Linked DNA regions of Mus musculus: region 1 is linked to region 2. The links are chromatin contacts, called in public HiCAR-type maps. All regions are on one chromosome and are shown on one strand. The core of a region is the stretch at or near the end of the contact, and the rest is flanking DNA. Distances in the headings are between cores, read along the strand shown.

Region 1 (6,782 bases), core at 3,227-5,726, 390 kb before region 2:
CTGCTGTGAGTGTATTCACTTTTAATTTGACCTCAGTGCCCAAGGACTTGCAGTTTGCACCCTGCAGGGGAATGCTGTCCTTGGCATGGGTGGTGCGCTGAGGACTTGTGGCGGTCCCATCAGGACCCTGACACATGGTGGAGGGTTGTTCTGTGAGGACCCACCTGGCCGATGTCTTCTTTCTCTTCTAAGGTCTGTTTTCAACAAGCAGACGAGTCACAGATATGAGACAGGCACATAATTCTATCTTCTCCATACAAGGGGGAGAGAATCATCTCTTTGCTCCTGGCAGTGGACATTTCACGTAAAGCAAAGGGCTTACTGCTTTAGAGAACGTACAACGTACGTGGCTAGCAAGAGAAGATGCAGAAAAGGCCCTCCTTTAGCTATCCTCTGCAAACCATAGTCTGAGAGCACTCCCTTGTTCTTACGTCATTTTGAGGTAGCACATGAGGTGATTTACCCTTTTGTGGGTCCTTTGATCAGCCCCCCAACTGTCCAATTATCTTCACGTGTCAGATTTCTCATGCTGAATTACACAGCTTTAAGCCTCTCATGTTGATCATGGCTCAGACCAGGAGTCACCAGAACATTTTGAGAAGCCACAGTACAGAGGATCCCCACCCCCCAAAGCTGGGCCATTACATATCCCAAGGATCCCACCTGCTCTGCTAGGAAGGGGGGCTTTGGAAGACAGCTAGGGTAACAAACGGGTCACTAGGGAAAAGGAATGTTTTCGAAGTTCATGCTGAAAAAAGAAGGTAAAGTGGGCTTGGCTTCCATGGCACATGTAGATCAATGCCAAGTATATTAAAGTTTGGATATGGAAAAAATCACAAGTTTTCAAAGAAAGTATTAACATGCCTTTGTGCAGCCAGTGAGGTGGCTCAGTGGGTGAAGGCACTTGCCACCAATCTTGATGATCTGAGTTTGATCCCTGAGATCCACATATCTGGAGAGAACAGATTTCCACAAGTTGTCCCCTGGTCTCCACATCTGTGCACACACGCAGATGCTAAATATAAATTAGTGTAGTTCTTAAAAAATATTTCTTAACCCACATGAGGAAAGCATTTCTTTAAACCCTTCCCTTAGAAAATTCAAACTACCCAGGGAAGATATAGAAAGTACAAATGACATTCGATGAGATCTGAATGGACTGTGTGGATGAGCTTTGGGACTGCAGGAAGGCACTCCACAGGGACACTTATGGTGTTCTTGTATAGAACACTCTTATCCCCCACTTCCCCGTCCCATATAGCAAGGCAAAGCTTAGGAGAAGGCATCAGTACTATCCGAGAGCTCAGGAGGTAGATATCTTTCACTCAACTCTTTAGAAGCTTTCTGAGGTACAGGCCACACCCACCCAAGGCAACAACCACAGGCCACACCCACCCAAGGCAACAACCAGACAGAAGGCCACTGCCAAGCACCAGGGTCTTTATTCTTCAATTGAGAATCTACCCAACTTTTCTCTGACAGGTTGAGAGCTAAGAAGGTGCAATGTGAGATTGTCAGGAGGCCCGTGAAGAGGTGGTTCGAAGCCTTTCGCCAGCAGCTAAGGAGCACTCTGCCATTGTTGATTGGTGATATGGGAGGCAGGGTGGCCACAACAGATATGGCCTTCTTATCAGGATTCAGTTTGATCCAATGGCAGCCATATTGAACTATCACCTCCATGACTCCCTAAGTTACCCTGGTTGGCTTTTAGTGCCATATTTCCCCCTATACTGTAGCCAGACGAAACCTGTGGGTACATCTTTACACCAGAGTTCTAGCTGCAGACATGAGATGTATCTGACTCATTGGTATTACTTTACTGTAAGCCGGAGGACTGAAGGCTAGAGGAAGTCTGGAGGTCTGGAAGGAGGATGTCTGAATGAACTTGACGATAACTCCTATCATCCAGGAACTATCCACAGACTTAATCTAGTAAATCTCCTACAGAAAGTGCCCCCATGAAAAGAGGGAAGGATCTGAAACCCTGGCTAGGTATTCCTCCTTTACCCAATGGGCCACTGTGAAAAGCTGTGTGTAGAAACCCGAGATTATATACCACACAGTGTGGTAATTTATATTCTTCCATGTGTAAGGAAAGCCTGTAGATGTGCTTCTCTTCATGGGGGAACTTTTGGCTCTTTCTTCTATTCTGGTTTCTCTAAAGCAGAATGGATTCTTGCAGGACACAGAGATGACGTGCAAGAGAGAGACCCAACAGATGGAGGACGAGCTGGAACAAGGCTGGAGACTGGACACTGCGGAGTGTGCACTGCAGCTACCCAGCTGGCTCTGGGCTTTCTGCCTCGAGCTGCCTATGTTTTCGACTCCTATCCCGCATCCAGCCCACTCCCATCGTTTTTTGTCTAATAAATATCTGTGGTAATTACCAGTCCTTGCAAAGGGTTCTTTAACAAGGGTGCGTTTTATCATTCCCTTAATGAGGCTGTTTTGGGTTCCCGCCTCCTGCGGGGTGGTAGTTAATGCTTAATAAGCACATGCACTATTTAAATAATAAAAAGAATATCAGCCGAGAATCTAAATTATCCCCTAACTTCTCAAAATAATCATAACATGCATTTGAAAATTCACAAATACAGCTCATGAATAAAAATGTGCTTTCATGTTTTGATACTAATGTATACTAACAGGAAGCCCCTGATGCCCAGTCTGTGGACGTCCATCCCTTGATTTCCTGGCCATAACAGCGACCCTGCTGTTGATGGGCCTTCCCAGGGACTCTCTGTACTGTAGCCAGGCAGGCCTCTTTTCTGAGAGAAGGTGGGTTGGCATCCATGGAAGGCTGAATGGGAGAGGAGTTGGCTGCTGGTGGTGTAAGGTAGGGATGGTGCAGAACCCCTGGAGTATCTATCCCCTAGGGTTCCCAGGATTTCATGGTGCACATCAATTTCAGGGTTGGTGTCTACCACCTCCAAACTGCCTTCAGGTAGGGGTCTTGAGGGTCTTAAGGGTACAAGCCAGCAAACCACGTGTCTTGTCTAGACAGCCTCTCAGGAAACAACATTCCTCTGACGCTCTGGCTCTTATCTCTCCCCCTCAAAACCTTAGTGCACTTTAGTGTAAAACTAGACAAAAGTTTCTCTTGTGGAAATCCTGGCAGATCTCCTGCCCCCTCCTTGACTGTAGACCTAAGTTCTGTCTATGGTGAGGGAAGCTGTCTAGGCCAAATTATGTTCAAAACTGTCTCTTGGAGCCAATAGACTTAGAACCAATCAGCTTATAATGGCACTTGCTATCGAAGTCACAGACAATAGTCCAAGGAAAGCGATCTGTACTCAGAAGTTATTCCATAAGATAGTTCTATAGTTGTGATTTAAACTTTGCTCAGTTACACACTCTTGCTGACAGGGAGTTAAAATCTGTATATTTCTCCTGAACACAATTGTGATGTACTAAGTATTAAGCACCCATGATTTTAAGTCTTTTTTGTTTGTTTGTTTGTTTTTTGTGTTTTGTTTTTGGTTTTTTGAGACAGGGTTTCTCTGTAGCCCTGGCTGTCCTGGAACTCACTTTGTAGACCAGGCTGGCCTCAAACTCAGAAATCCACCTGCCTCTGCCTCCCAAGTACTGGGATTAAAGGGGTGCACCACCATGCCCGGCTAGCACCCATGATTTTAAAGAGGACAACATTCATGCTGAGATTAATAATGCTCCCAAGATTAGGCCAAAAAGTTGCAATGTCAAATTATTAATCCAAAACTTTCTAAGTGAAGTATCCTTTCCCTCAAAGTGATTATTTTAAATAAAATTTTTAAAATGTAATAAATTGACCATAAAAACAAACTCTGTGGGAAAGGAGTGTGTGTGTGTGTGTGTGCATGTGTGTTTATGCGTGTGTGTTAAAAACAAATCTCGGATTTTTCAAACTTGTTCCTGCTGTCTCTTTTGCAGCAGCTGTTTCCAGTCTGCTCATCATTACAGGGCCTGAGTTAGGATTAGATTCAGCATATGAAATTCAAGCAAGCTCAAGCCCTTGATGCAAAGGCAGTGTCTCCCTCTAGAAGGGCTATTCCTCCAGCACCAAGGGGGGAGCACCCTCCCAAATCTCCTGTCTTCGTGGGTGACTGCCAGCAGTAGGGACTATGGTAGTCTTTTCTGTGTTTCCTCAAGGTCTGAGTGTGGCTGCCTGCTGATCCTCTGATGAAGATGGCTGTAACTAGGGGGGACTGTGTAGCTGGGACAAAGCATGATCTGGCGGAGGAGTGGGGGAAGGGGCTTAAGTTGATGATTGCAAGGATTTCACACTCCAGCACTTAAACCAAGGTCAGACACAAAGGATACTGTGAATTGAGGTATTTGTGGGTGGAGAGGAAGCCAAACAAAAGCAAACAGCTTCTCTGGATTTAAACCCATTCCCTGTGTTTGCTGGCTTTTCTCCCTGGCCAGGAAATCCTGATCTCAGGCAGCTCTGAGAGCTGCCTTGATGTATAGAGGGCTCTGAAGCCTTGCTTGCTGACATCATCATGCTAATTTGAGTTGTATCTTGTCCCTCATGAATAAATCACTACTCTAGAGCCGAGCTGTGCACTGCCCTCCCACCCCAGGAACTAATTAAGGGTGGTTTTAATATTGTTATTCACAAGATAGTTGCTTTTCATTTACTAACAAGGGTGGGGCAGAAGGTCTTGGGGACAAAGGGGCTCCAGATGCCCCTCTGGCTACCTGAGGATGGGGTAAGGAAAGAGCCAGACTTGCCCTGTGGGTCTGTACCTTCCTCTGAAACCACTCATTAGTATGGACTACTGAGGACTCACAGTTTGGGTGTTTTGGAGGGTGCTGGTACTATGCTGACTTCTACTCCTACCCCACAGCTTGGGATCACAAGCAGGCTGGAAGGCTGCTACAGCCAGGACAGTTACTGCATTAAGAGAAACAGAGCCCATTAGGTAGGACTGGCACAGTTCAACTCTACAAATGTGAACACAGACAGGTGAATGCAACTTGAGGAGCAACGTGTCTGAAACAAATATAATAAACAGATGCTAGGAGGGACCAAGATTAGAACACGGTTTATGCCAGGTAGCCATGCTTCAGGACCACGGCTTTTAATAGAATAAGTCTTTATTACCAGCAATCAAACATGTAAAGCCCCTTCAGGTCACCAGCCCACAGCTTTGCCACATGGCCCTTCTGGGAAAAAAGAACAAGAACAAACTTACGTACAGCATACGTTGGTTCTTGGGTTCTTCCTGGTTCACTAAAAAATTATTATAAATAATAATTAATAAAGATTTTTAAGATATATCAGGTGAGAAACATACTAAATATAGAAAATGAATGGCCTCCATGCTGTTCCTTCTGTTCTTGGCATAAGTGGAAAGACATGGGCAGAGGCCACGTGCCCAAGTGTGAATGTGAGACCAGACTGCTGATCAGTGTACACAAAAACTTACAGCAGCAGCTTGCTCTTCCTGGATCTTACAGCCTAAGAGTGCTGACGGGCAGAGACTTCCGATGGAGATAAGTTAACTCTACATGTATGTAGAGGTTCTGAGTTACATAGTGGTGTTCATACCCCACTCCACCCCAGCTCTTCTATATGTATGCCTGCCCATTCTTCATTCCTTGCTGTCCCTCGGCAGGGTCCAGACACAAGTCGTGCAGCTTGAGGTCATTTGTTGTCTTGAATAGATCTTGTTCTTTATGTCTTTGTTTTGGAAGTTTTTAACACCACACTTCACAGCATTCAGTATTGGAACCTCCTCGCCATTCTCTACAAGGAGAAAGGGTTGAAGCCGTGTATGTTCATACAGCTATGTCACAAAAACTCTATAACTTTGAGCTTCTTCAAATGCTTAGCAGTACTTCCCATCTTCCATATGTTTGCTGCCCAGGGAGAAAATGAGCTGTAGTGTTATCTGTGCTCATAGTCCCTGGTATCCCTGGTTGTTACTTATGGAGTCTGACCAATGAGGACACTGTCCTGAAAGCCTATACCTCATCCATGCTGGGAAGATTGAGAAACGACACAGGGGCCCTGGAGGAACAAGAGATCTTGACCTGCCGAAGAGCCACGTTGCACAGAGTTGGGAGCCATGATATGGTTTTACTGTCTTCTTCAATAGTGCTCTGCTCATGGGGGATGTGAACATGTGGTAAAGGAGAAATGGATTCAGAGACTCCCTCTAGTGCAGGGAACAGGAGATGGAGGAGGGCTGTTAATTCTCTCTCTAATACAGCCTTTCTGAGTGGAAGATCCAGCTGTCACTCAGGCATCTTACCATGTAGCTCTGCTAGAGTCTGCTCTGAAGCATATGGAGAGTTTGTTCCTACCAGTACCAGGAGAGACCCTTGCATGTATGGATCATACCCTGTCCTCTGGGAGGTCTCAGTTTGAGTTTCTCCATATGGGATAATAGTCAGACTTCCTCTGAAGCCCAGGCCAGAGAAGCTGTGACTTTTTCAGGGCAGGATTCGTCTCACATCTGCTAATCAATGTCTCTGTATCTCTTTTGTGCCAGCATCTAAGCTAGATGTCTAAGGGACAAATTGCCTAGCCTGGCTGTCTAAAGAACAGAAATGAAAGCCAAGAGTGTTCTTGGTAAATGTGCATGCCAGGAGCAGAGTCATTGCAGACTCAGGAGAACAGGGATAGATGGTGTACTGGCTAGTTTTGTGTCAACTTGACACAGCTGGAGTTATCACAGAGAAAGGAGCTTCAGTTGAGGAAATGCCTCCATGAGATCCAACTGTAAGGCATTTTCTCAATTAGTGATCAAGGGGGAAAGGCCCCTTGTGGGTGGGACCATCTCTGGGCTGGTAGT
Region 2 (6,108 bases), core at 3,506-6,005:
CCCAGCCTCATTCTCTGCTTCTTGGTCTTTTGTGATATACAGAGCCACTGTTATGTGTTCCTGCTCCCACAAGATCAATTGTGCCATCCTTTCCAAGATGATTAAAATCCCCTGGATCTATGAGTCCAAATAAACCTTCTTTGCCTTAAAATATTCTGTCAGATACTGTGGTTATAACAGCACAAAGGTAGCTAAAATAGAAAACTGGTACCATAAAAAATAGGATCATTGCTGTAAAGAAATCTGACAATTGTGGGTCTTGGACCTTTGGAACTGGCTTACGAGATCAGTACTGGGATAACAGGTGCCAATCAAAATCATTCATTTGAAAAGAAAGTATTATCAGTGCCATCCTCAAAAAGGGACACCTAATTGTGAGTTTCCCTGGGTTCAGAAGCAGCTCAAGCACCTGGCCACTATAGTTAAATTTCTTATTAAGAACAAGAAATTAAAGAATTTAAATATGCTTACAGGAATCGCAGACTAACAATATGAGGCTGAAGTAATTTCTAGGGAGGTCTAAGATAGACTCTGATCACCATAAATAGCCAAGCAGAGCCTCCCTCCTAACATGGGCCAAGGTCAGAAATCCAACCACCTGAGTGTCCTGAGTAGGAAAACTGGGGTAAATGATGAGACCCCTCTGCTGAGAACCTGGGTCACCTATGCCCTGAGAGTTGTTAGGCACAGTCAATAGCTGAATGAGGAGAAGACTGGTGGACATTAGGTAAGGAGCTCCCACGTCACAGGCCATACATATTTCTAGGAACAATGGAGTTAGCTCTCAGCCACCTACAGGGAGCACTTTGAAAGTTGCCTCTTTGAATCAGGCCTCTTTCTCCTCTTACCTACAGAGAGGCTCCTAGATCTACCCCACAATTCATCTAACACTACCACATCTAGTCACTTACCATGAGCCCCTTGGATAAGGCTACCAATGTATTTCTGGGTAAATTCGTCTTTCCAGGGTCTTGAAATATCTGCTGTGAAAATGTCTTCTGCATAGTTAAGAGCTGATATTTCATGGAACTCAATGGCATGATGATAGACACAGAGAATCATACCCTGAAGTCAGCAGCAGCATGCACCAGCTCACAGGGGCATTTGCTGAGATGCAACCATAGAGCCACCATCACTGCACTGAATACAGAAGGGACACCAGTGCTTCAAACTGAAAAAACAATGCATTTTTCTCTGAGGAAATATATATGCATATATATTTTCTCTTTGGAGATGCCTTTTCAAAGAAGAGAACTGTTTGCAAGAAGATTGGTTCAGACTTGTGTAACACCAACTATAATAAATAATTCCAAGACACAGGACAACTAAGCCAGCAGAATCTAGAGCAGTGGTTCTCAAACTATGAGTCACAGCCTCTTTGAGGGTTCCATATCAGATATCCTACATATCACATATTCACATTATGATTCATAGCCGTAGCAAGATTATAGTTATGAGGTAGCAACAAAAAAATAATTTTATGTTTGGGAGTCACCATAACATGAGGACCTGTATTAAAGGGTCATAGCGTTAGGAAGGTTGAGAGCCACTGGTCTACCATGTGTCTCAGAGCAGTCAAAGGCCCTCTTCTCATGGACTTTTCATTTTAACAAGGTAGAGAATAAAGTAGTCAGCTCTTCTGCAAGCCTTGTGTATTACAAACAGATGGGTGACTCTCCCCAAAGGTGTTGCCTCACTCCAGGCTCTGTTCACCCCTCTCTTCTGCACAAAGTCTCTAAAGGATGTTTATCTTGTCCGTTGCCTTTCTTTCTGTGCCCCTGAGGTTCTGAGCTGTGTCCACTGCAGAGTAATTCCTCTGTAGTAGTAATTCCTTTGCCACAGTGCACCACTACTCATGGTGTGAGGCTGAAGAGAGCTGAGGTTCCTCTCTCACTGAGCAAGTTCTTCAGCCCACCAACAACTGAGGCCTCATAAGCAGGATGCATTGGCCAGACCCCCCCTAGCCGAATGACTTCTTGATACAGCAGAGACCAGACATCATCTGCACAGCCACAATCTCCTGGTTCCACATGGTTTTCCACACTCAGAAGTAGCTCACACTGTACTGAGGCAAAGGTGTAATGCTAGTCAGCCTATATCAGCAGCTGTTGTGAGGCCATCTGGTTCATTCTCCTTCAGATGGATTCAGATGGATTGAGAGATGCAAACATGAACTGTGTTACCTCCTCACCCACTTTCTCCATGTTGGAAAAGTTTATTACCCCTCACAAGTGTGATGAGCAGGAAGTGTCAGCAGGTGAGTGGCCTGGCTCTGCCACACATTTCCCTCATTTGTCCTTATTCACTGATTTAACCTTTACTGAGCTAGAAGCTGCAAAGAGAGGAGGTACCTCCTAGAGCTCACTCCAGCAGAGGAAACAGGCCTATCAACACCTGAGCTTCCCAACACATTGTTATCACCGACTGACACCTGGCAGGAAGTGAAAGACCTGGGATGTGACTAGAAGAGTAGCTGTAAAGTCTTGACAGTCCTGGTGGATTGTCTCAGACTCAGTGAGATTTGTCCAACTGGAGGTGTGCTAACTGGATGCTTTCTGTTTTATCCTTCTAGAAAGTCACTGGAAAATGTAAAACAGAGTGTGCTTTCTGAGTTTATGCTATGGTGGGATGTCCTTAGGAAGATTGGTATGAGATATCGTCTGACGCATTCCACATCCTGCAAAAAAGACTTCACTGATACATCATAAAATTCAGTGGGATTTAGTAACAGATGACCCTTCACAATGTGCGTGAGCCTCATCCAACATGAATGCTTCCAGGAAAAGTCTGAGGACGCCTGAAGGATATCTACCTTTCCCCATCAACAGCATAAACCCAAGACTCAACACTGACTCTGCCTTGAACTTGGTTCTTCCCTACATCCCTCCAATCTTCCATGAAGTGGAAGTGGCTATTTCCTTTTAAGGTTTTAGCCTCTCTGAGTTGAGTGAAATATCACACACCTGTGATCTCAGTATTCCGAAGGCCAAGACAGGAGGACTGTGAGACTGAAGCTAGCCTGGGTGTCACAGGATCTGTGCTTGAGATCCAAGCCTGTTGGACAGCACAGAAGAAAGTCATGCCAGATCATGCCAGTCCTCCAAGGAAGCAGAGATCTGAGCACCAGGCAAGTAAGTCCCATAGGCAGTGTGGTGCCAACCAATTTTAAAACAAAGCAGAAATACATTCACCCCCATGACATGATATCCAGTAATCAGCAGTCAGGTGGGGACTGTTTAGGAGCTGGCTTGGGAATATGATGGGCTGATTCAGCCATGACTTACCATGCTCATATGAGAGAATACAGCAGAGGAGGAAAGTTGAGGACATGTTGGAGTAACCCTTGGCCTAGGGACAGCAGCCAGTGACTGCAGCCCTCCTGAAGGGAACCAGGAGAACATAAAACAAACCCCCACTCATACTCCTTCTATGTATGTCTTCTGGGAGCTCCCATGATATTGGTCTCTCTGACAAGGAGAACAGGGGCAGCCATCAGCATTACTGAGGTCTTGGACATAGAGACGAGCTAGGAAAGATGCTGATGCTCTGAAAGACAAAGACTCACTTTGGACATCATGGCAAAATAAACAGGACTGTCAGTATGGGGGGAGCTGGGATGGTAGGGATTTATCAGTAACTCCAGCATTGTCTGGACCAGGAAAGGTTCCAATTAGACCTAGAAACCAACGTAGTCCCCAACACAACAAAGGGCCTTCTATTGCCTTTGTCAGCCGACCTTGTAAAAATGACCATTTCTCCTGGATATTCAGAGTGCTCAGTAGGCACACATGTATTTGAAGGCACCCCACCCAATGCTTTTTCTCAAACCCTGCTCTGCCTAGAACAGTGCCCAGTACTCTATCACGCCCAGTGCCCTAACTAGAGTGGAGCCATGTAAAACCCACACCCACAACTCCATCCAGAGCCCTGACCAGCACTGCCCATGTCCAATGAGGGTGAGCATGGGTATCTGAGGAAACTCAGCTCTGCACATAGTATGATCTGCTCACAAAGTGACATTACAAAACCGCAGTGAAGGCTGACTTCCAAGTGTCCCCTGCAAATAGGACACCCTATCCTTATAGCCATCACTATCACAAAGTCTTCTCTGTGACTTTGAGGTCCTCATCCCAGCTGGTAGGATTTGGGTAGTAATTTTCCCCCCCACTAAGGACAAAAGGATAATAAGAGCAGGTGGCAGAGGTAGGGATCTGGATCTTTTGCTTTCCAGATGAGCATCTGCCTCCCTCTGTGTGTCCTTCCCCCTTCCCCCTCCCCCCTTCCCCTCCCCCCTCCCCCCTTCCCCTCCCCCCTTCCCCAACAGCCCAGCTACAACCAAAATGAGCCTGCAGAGTGCATGTCTGTAAACATAGAGTACCTGTGGGCCCCAAGCTCCATGAAGAAGGGAAATCTTTAGAGAAGCCCCCATCCCTGAGGATATCTTATCAAACCCATTGATTCTGGCCGCAAAAGGCAGAAGGACAGAACAGCCAAGGGGAAAAAACCTGAAAACATCGGGTTGCACAGGGTGTGAGCCCCGCTTTCCCCTGCTCCCCAGGTTTTGTTTTTTTCTCCTTTTCAGTCAAAAGCCTAAGTTTGAAAATCCTGCAAACACCTAGGAAACTTAAACACCGTGGTTATAAATTTAAAAAGGTCAAGTGTACTTAACATGCTCGCCAATTAACACCATGAAGAGAGCTGAAGTTCAGCCAGGTTCCCGTGGGTGTGGAGACTGTCTCTACAAGAGCTGCCTGGCAGAACCACCCCTGACTTCAGCTCCACATAAATGATGCAGAAATGGCTCCCAGTGTGAGAGCTGACATTTAGAGCATGAATCCGAGGCTGAAAGAGCTTCCCTCAGACAACAGAAAGGCCCCTGCTCCACCCAGCGCCCCGCTGAGCCTCTGACCTCGCTGGATTTCCTGCTCAAGAAGCCTTGCACCTGGCAACAGAAATTCTTTGGGGGGGCATAATTTTCAACAGATAAGATTTCTTGTTTTTTTTCAAACCAATTTCTCATGGCTGGTTGGTGCTTCTTCCAAATGCTGTGGTTACTCTATGTTCGTCAAAGCTGAATTAACTAGTGCTTAGGAGGATGGGAGTCTGATGGTTGACAGAGCAGGCTGACCTGAGCCAGCTCTTCACCTTGCAAGTTTCTCCCACAAAGTAGCTGGGAGGCACAACATTAGTTCTCAGCTCTTACTCCCTCTCCTCCCCCACCTGCCCAACCTCAAACCACACCCTAATCTAGCTGCAGGGATTGTTACTCTCCTCCTTCTCCCTCCCTCAAGTCTCTGCCATCAGCCTGGGGTCCCTCTTTGGGGACCCAGCTTCCAGCAGCCTCAAGTGCCTTATAGGAAGCCATACCTCTGCACCCAAAGATTCCTTATGGGCATCAGACTCCCTATGCCCAAGCCCCTCATGAGGAGTAGGTCACTCCCTGTATTCCCACATACTTAATGGGGAGCTTGTCCTCTGCACACTGAGACCCTCATGCAGAGCTGATCCATATGTCCGGGCCCCTGATTGGGAGCTGACTCTCCATTTCCCTGGTCCCATGTGAGAAGTTAATTCCCTATACAACCAGGCCCTTCCTGGGGAGCTAGCTCCCTGAGACCAGGGGCCCCTTAAGTGCTCCTTGCCATGCTTTGAGACAACTGGTGATGCCTAGGCAAGAAGAGGTAAATGGACAGTCTTCCTTTCTCAGAACTGGATGGTACTCATCTCAGTCTTGGAGCTCCACTACAACAGTTCTAACCACAGACTGTGATAGTGCACATAGGACAATGACAGTGCACACAAGGTCAGTGACTGTGCACACAAGGTCAGTGACAGTGCACACAAAGTCAGTGACGGTGCATACAAGAACAGTGACAGTGCACACAAGGTCAGTGACAGTGCACACAAGAACAGTGACAGTGCACACAAAGTCAGTGACTGTGCACACAAGGTCAGTGACAGTGCACACAAGGTCAGTGACAGTGCACACAAGGTCAGTGATGGTGCACACCAGGTCAGTGACAGTGCACACAAGAACAGTGACAGTGCACACAAGGTCAGTGACAGTGCACACAAGAACAGTGACAGTGCACACAAAGTCAGTGACTG

What was found. HiCAR-type assays count read pairs that join an accessible place to other places.
Region 1: a HiCAR-type map of embryonic stem cells shows a contact between it and region 2, with 2.8 times the contacts expected there. The contact joins two enhancer-like sites. A contact is called at or near these places in 7 of 484 Hi-C or Micro-C datasets (cerebellum, cortical neurons, embryonic stem cells and 2 more) and 4 of 115 datasets of contacts at active chromatin or transcription factors (embryonic basal ganglia, embryonic forebrain and embryonic stem cells).

Annotation. Positions count from the first base shown.
Region 1 is chr12:117,045,520-117,052,301 of GRCm38.p6, reverse strand. The region is part of intron 12 of Ptprn2 (protein tyrosine phosphatase, receptor type, N polypeptide 2); the gene reads right to left. Among named protein-coding and RNA genes, the nearest start is that of Gm10421, 100 kb to the left of the region's middle. Within about 2 kb of position 4,476, at least 51 of the 459 cell types and tissues checked have an H3K27ac peak or open chromatin away from gene starts, as enhancers often do. A contact at or near this core is called in embryonic stem cells, where this site is marked.
Region 2 is chr12:116,658,993-116,665,100 of GRCm38.p6, reverse strand. The region is part of intron 2 of Ptprn2 (protein tyrosine phosphatase, receptor type, N polypeptide 2); the gene reads right to left. Among named protein-coding and RNA genes, the nearest start is that of Gm31336, 95 kb to the left of the region's middle. Within about 2 kb of position 4,755, at least 33 of the 459 cell types and tissues checked have an H3K27ac peak or open chromatin away from gene starts, as enhancers often do. A contact at or near this core is called in embryonic stem cells, where this site is marked.